Regions from separate parts of the Zeugodacus cucurbitae genome. Here region 1 is linked to region 2. The links are chromatin contacts, called in public Hi-C maps. All regions are on one chromosome and are shown on one strand. The core of a region is the stretch at or near the end of the contact, and the rest is flanking DNA. Distances in the headings are between cores, read along the strand shown. Region 1 holds the start of LOC105214692 (DNA-directed RNA polymerase I subunit RPA43). Region 2 holds the start of LOC105214733.

Region 1 (3,327 bases), core at 684-3,183, 140 kb after region 2:
AACATATCATTGGGATGTAAGGAAACTATTACAAACCGAATTTCATTGAAATCGGTCGAGTAGTTCCTGAGAAATGGTTTTTGACTCATAAGTGTGCGACGCCACACCCATTTTCCATTTTTTTTATAAGTCTAAGTGCATCTTCCTTCTGCCATTTCTTCTGTAAAATTTAGTGTGTAACAGATACAATGATATTATTCGTAATTCTCAACATAATGAATGCACATCTAACTACAAAAACACTTCACAAATAATTAAACTTAAAAATTAAATTTTTTTCACTTCTGGCTTTCACTACACAAAGCAAGTAAAATCTAAAAAGGATTTCCTATTAACTTCTATAATATAAGAATTGAAATTTTTTTTGTTTTATATTCAACTTCTTTTTTTATTAATGCTAAATTTACAAAATAGCTTATTCAAACTTAAATATATTGCATTATTATAAAAAACTGGTATGCATATCAACTAGCAAATATACATATTTTCCATACAAATGTATACTATTTTTGTACACTTGCATACCTAGCATTATTATTAGTTTTTAAAATAAGAAGCTCACTGCACAAAGTACAGTTTTACTAAGTATATTTTTAAAACATATTTGCGTTTCAAACTTAAGATTTTTTATTTTAAAAAAGTCCAAACACTTTTGTTTTACACACTACAAGATGTTGTTGTTGTAGTAGCAGTAAATAGTTACTTATAATTTGGAGAATCGGAGGACACAAACTACAGCATACTCGAAGTCAGTAGCTAACTTAGCGATATACTATTTGTTTTTGGCTTGCGTTTCTTAGTTGGCGTTGTAAACAAATCTTCAAATTCTTCCGTTTTAATTTGTGTTGCATTTAATAATTCACCATTTATTTTCTTCGTTTTACTTTTCACTGTAGCTTTTTCTTTTACAATCTGGACTTCTTCCACACTATCGTTATGTTTACGTTTCTTCTTGTCTGATGAAGGCTCTTTTTTAATAGTCGTCGGTTCATTAAATGACACATTACTTTCGCTGGCCTTTCGCTTTCTTTTGCTGGCATGAAGTTTATCTTTTTTCTTGTTTGCTTTTGATGGCGTGCCATCATCTTCCGAAGCATGATCTTTTTTTATTAAAGTAACTAACTCGTCAAGTTCCTGATTATCACGCACTTCAATGCCGGAATCAATGTTGCTTTCCGCACTTTCAGGTTCAACTTTGATAAATTTATGCTGCAAATTTTAAATACATAATTAATATAGATAGATACTAAGAGTTGTAACAACAGCTTTTCCACTTACCGTAATTTTATCACCTTTAGCTGTCACAAGATCGCCTTCAATGTATGGAAATACATTTTGCAAATTGAAATTTTTTATCCGAAATTGTACAGTATCATCCATTTTAAACTCTTCCTTATTGATTTTTGCTGCAAACCGAATGCTCACGTTGAAAACTCTGTAAATGATTACGCCGATATGATGATTACCAATATGCTTGACCACACCGCTCAGTACCGCACCAGCGACGGGACAAAACACAAAGCAATCGGCATTCACGTCAACATGTATACGTGGATCATCTGCTCTTAATGCAGCTGCGGTGCTCAACAATTTGATACACTTTATGTCCAACACGATCCCCTCTAGACTGGCATCATAGTAGCCAACTTTCCGACGCATTATATGAGCACTGAGCGCATGTTGAAAATCGGCCAGGCAATACGGCCCTAATGATACATGTAAATTGGAATTTATTTTACGCACACAGGAACCTTCTTGTTTCGTATAGGATTCCAACTCTTTTATTGTGTATTTCACATATTCTTGCAGTCTTTTTGCCATTTTTATTTCATTAAATTCACACTAAATTAGAAATATTAGACACAAGCACATTGAAATTAATTCCAACTAAATTCCAACCTCGTTAAATGTCAAATCGAACTATTGTTGCACTGAACGTGCACTCATAAGTGAATAATACACTGAACATACTGGGAAGTATTTAAAATTTGTTTTATATTATTTCACAATATGAGCTACTGTGTTTTTTTTATTTTTATTATTATATTGAATAAATATATAACAATTGTAGCATTTCAAAATTTATATAATCGTGTCAGAAACTATTGGAAACTATATAAATATACTTAAGTGGCAACATTGCGGCGAATCCACAAACCATATAACAGCTGACTGCTGATGAACCTGTAATTTGTAAATTGCTTATGTTTGCGAAACTTTTTATTTTTTTGTGTAATAAAACAGTTTTCAAACAAAAAAGTAAAAGTTGTGTATTCAAATAAATTCGCAACGTGTTCGATAAGTACAATCGTTGGAAATTTGCAAATTTTTTTAACAACAAAACTAACACCATAACTTATTATAGCTACATATATCAATGGTTTATCATATGTGAAAATGTTTATCTTTATTTAAAAAAGAAAGCAAAGCCAAATGAAATATATATGTATTTAAGTATTTAACTAAGCAGATTTGATACAGTTGGATTAAGCACATCGTTAACTAATAATGGTATCGATAGGGCATAAACGTTTGATAATTTTGTTTGCATTATGTGTGGTACTCTTGATCCTACGACATCTGTTCATCAAGGGTTTTATCTACGTTGTAAGTAAGCATCAAACTATTAATAATTTATCTGAGCAACTTAAAAATAGTATTTCTACCTCTTAAAACCCTATAGCCAGAGCCTGCGTCAGAGCCAGCACGCTTACCCGGAATGCCCGTGTTGGTGACAGTGTTCTATGAAGCATTATGTAGTGATTCAAAGCATTTCATAATCAAACAATTATTGCCGGCTTATAAACAAGCTGCGCCACTCATGGCAGTTGAATTGGTGCCCTATGGCAAAGCACAAACATATAAACTTTCAGATGGCACATATCGTTTTGAGTGCCAACATGGCAATGTCGAATGCGAAGCTAACATGTATCATTCCTGTATAATTGAGAGCGTTGAAATTGAACTTCGCCTCAATATGATTGCGTGTATGATACATGATAATCGAAATCCCAAAGAAGCTATGCTAAAGGTATGTAACTCATATCCACTCTTGTAATTAACTGTAAATTATTTATATTTTGCATTTGTATATAGCTTTATTAGTACAAGTGCAGTTAAGTGCTTTGTGTATTTATAAGAAGACATGCAATTATATTGACATAAGATAAAACAATGCATGTCATTTATTTGCATGATCACTGCCAACTGCACTATTATTATATTTCTTAATACACTTGACGTATGCAAACGCATACAAGTATATTTTTGCTTTGTATATATATGTGTTTATCTGCGACTACTAATCTATAAATCGAATTTATTTAT
Region 2 (3,453 bases), core at 425-2,924:
GAAACCATACTCACCTTCTTCTTGCTCACCAACCGAATCGCCGAAGCGCTCAAGGCGCTGTTCTTACTCTTTGCACGCGATATCATCGATGATGCGGCGAATTTGTTGAACGTATATAATGCGGCTAAGCAAGATATTACAGTCGATGAGGAGGCACTCACCGCCGATATTGTTAAATCCATTCTGAACACGCTCTACACACTGTTCCTGCACGACAGCAAAGGTTTCATCAATAATCAACGCTTTGAGGTGCTGATGCAGCCATTGGTCGATCAGCTGGAGAATCGTTTGGTGCTGGAGAGTGAAGAATTGCAACAGGTCTTGCAGACGTGTCTTGCCCAACTGGCTGCGGCCGTCTCCAATGACATCATGTGGAAGCAACTGAACCATCAAGTGTTGATGAAGACGCGCACCAATGTGCCGGAGGTGCGCATTCTGTCCTTCAATTGTTGTCTGGAGATTGTGCGTAAACTGGGCGAAGACTTTACGCCACTGCTGCCGGAAACGGTGCCTTTCGTTGCTGAGCTCTTGGAGGATGAGAATCAACGTGTGGAGAAGAATACACGCAAAGCTGTGCAAGAGCTGGAGAACATACTTGGCGAATCGTTGCAGAGTTACTTATAAGTTTGCTGTTAAAATATTTACAAAAACAAATCAAAAATGTGTCTGAAGCCTAATAAATATCGTAAGAAGATCTATATGAATTAAAGCATCCAATCTGATTTTGAAATGTTACAAGAATTTACTGTCTACTAATATATTTTTGGATCCACGGAGCTTGAGTGAAAACGAATGTTCTTCAATCAAAAGCCTCAAAACTAACTAGTCTCAATCAAACTAAAAACTTTAAGCACTAATCAAACGGTATTTAAACGATGTTTTTGGGTCTCAAAGTTGCAGCAAAGTTTTATCATCAATCAAATATATTATATAACATCAATCAATCATTCAAATTAACATCAAGCACAGCAGAAAATGTTTTCCTAAAAATCTGCAATCAAATTAGCAGCTCAATTTTTGTTTTAAAAAAGAAGTCTTCAGCAAGCAAACAAAAGAATATTTTACATGAACAAAAATTTAAATACACGTCAAGCCTACAAGAAATTTTTAAAATAAGTTTCCAGTTAAATTTTTCAACTCAGAACCAAGATTACATTAAATTATAAAAAATTTATATCAATCATTCATCAATCAAAAAAATATTTCAATCATTGCTTATATACCAAACAGAATTAATCCAGTACGAATTCACATCAATCAAATATGCCATACTAAAATGTCATCAAACATCATTCATATTCATTCATAATCAAACATATAGATAATTCCACAAAGCATATTCAAATTTTTGAAATCAACGGTTCAAGCAATAACATTTTCATAAATCAAGGAATTCTTGTAAGCCTCTTTTCATAACTCAAACTTACATCAAGCGTTTACCTATATCATCAATCAAAATTTTCCACAAGCACATTTCACCAGGTAAGACTATTTGAAACGTAATCATTCATTATCTAAAGCTATAATAAATAATAATATATTCTGACTTAGAATGATATGATTGACGACAGAAAGTTGTTGCAACAAGTCCAAATTCACATCAATCAAACATTTTATACTAAAATTAGTTAAACAAAAACAGAGAATTCCCTAAGCCTCATTTTAATTTTTGAACTCAATGGTTCAAGCAATAAAATTTTAATCAATCAAGGAATTATTTTTTCATAATACAAATCTAAATACATCAAGCAATGAATACATATATGGTACCTACATCACCAATCAAAATTTTCATCAAGCATATTTCACCAGGTAAGATTTGAAACGTAATCATGCATTATACAAAGCTATAATAAATAATATATAGATCAGAGAGCTACGATTGGGTGGTATATAGTATAAACTTAGAACCTATCTATAGAGAGAGACGAAATATTTCCTAGTATACATATATGCCCAGATTTGGGCGTTTAAATTGCATTTTATGAGGTAATGATCTGTGGACTTAACTAATTGAAGTTAAGTTTTTCTCGAATTCTTAATTGGGAAGCCCTGAAGACATTCTATGGGAGATGTCCGACGTACTGTTAAGAGAACAAAAATTTAATTCCCTGAAACTAAATTAAGCGCTGATTAAAAATTGGAGGATTATGTCACGACTTCGTACACAGTTGTTAAGAGAAGAGGGAAAACGAAGTCAATGTCGAATCTTAATTCTATACTTTAACTTAACACTCCAAGTATTCTTGGATCCCGAATTATCAGGAACTTAAGAGTGAAATCACTACTATATACTAATGTTTCGTCAAATAAGATAGTCAAAGTTTTCTCATAGAGGATCTATACAACTAAAGGGTTTTTCAAAAGGGACGCTACAAAAGTAGACCAATAGGGACAGCAAACGACGCTATATTTTTTCGTCTTGAACATTTTTCTTAAATAAGGTTTGCACAGTCATAATGGAAAGATATACGATCCAACAACGAGTCGAAATCATTAATATTTACTACCGAAATTCGGAGTCAATGGCCTAAACTTAAAGAGCGCTACATCCTGCGTAGCGAGGAAGCTCATTTCTGACTGAATGACTTTGAGAATAACCAAAATGTGCGTTACTCCATGAGTCACAATTGCATCCCGAAAAATTTGGGTTTGACGTGGTTTATGGGCCGGCGGCGTCATTGGGCCGTACTTCTTCCATGATGATCAAGACCGGCACGTTACTTTTACCGCTCAATGATAACCGACAGCCCGAATGACCCGAATTGGATGATATGGACTTGGACAATAGTACGGCGCCATAAGCCACACAGCGAATGTCACAACCGATTTATTGAAAACCAAGTATGGGCAAAGTGTTATTTCATGAAATGGCCCAGTTAATTGGCCACCTCGGTCGTGCGATTTAACGTCGTTAGTCTATTTCATGTGGGGTTACGTCAAGGCTATGATCTATGCCAACACGAAAGTGTCGATGAGCCACAACCGCACTTTTCTTGGAATTAAAAAAGGAAAGCAAGATTTCTTTCACTTTGGAATTTTCCTTCCATAACTCGGAAGTCTCTCTAAATCGATGTTTTTTTGGTGGATTATGGTGATTGGAGTTGGCAAAGTTAAATTTACTTCAGCTGCAGTGTGGGCTTTAGTACTGACCAGATTAAGATATTTGGCATTCATCACTTAATCACCTTAAAAGAATGATAGCGAAATATAACGGTCAAAAGGTACTAAAACTGTCACTTCATATCAGACTTTGACGCTTTGACTTGTATTAAGCTATCGGTATATTAAACACAAAACTGAAAGCCCTAAAGTCTGGTATGCAGTCGAGTCGAGTGTAGGCTAAATACGATGATAAAAACAAGTAAGGAAGGGCTAAGTTCGGGTGTAACCGAACATTTTATACTCTCGCAATTTATTTATTTAACTTAATTAATATTATATAATACACAA

What was found. Hi-C and Micro-C count contacts between places; a contact is called where the count stands out from the background.
Region 1: a contact with region 2 is called in a Hi-C map of whole body, with 2.7 times the contacts expected there. The contact joins the promoter of LOC105214692 here to the promoter of LOC105214733 in region 2. A contact is called at or near these places in 2 of 2 Hi-C or Micro-C datasets (both in whole body).

The regions. Positions count from the first base shown.
Region 1 is chr3:68,099,846-68,103,172 of idZeuCucr1.2, forward strand. It overlaps LOC105214692 (DNA-directed RNA polymerase I subunit RPA43), which reads right to left and starts at 1,934. Exons shown (of 2, transcript XM_011188251.3): 1 at 1,279-1,934; 2 at 587-1,209. The coding sequence starts at 1,821. The coding sequence ends at 757. LOC105214693 (gamma-interferon-inducible lysosomal thiol reductase) reads left to right here and starts at 2,156. Exons shown (of 3, transcript XM_011188253.3): 1 at 2,156-2,607; 2 at 2,684-3,031. The coding sequence starts at 2,509.
Region 2 is chr3:67,964,029-67,967,481 of idZeuCucr1.2, forward strand. It overlaps LOC105214733, which reads left to right and starts at 1,675. Exons shown (of 13, transcript XM_054228229.1): 1 at 1,675-1,812. It overlaps LOC105214690 (HEAT repeat-containing protein 1 homolog), which reads left to right. Exons shown (of 3, transcript XM_011188244.3): 3 at 1-712. The coding sequence ends at 624.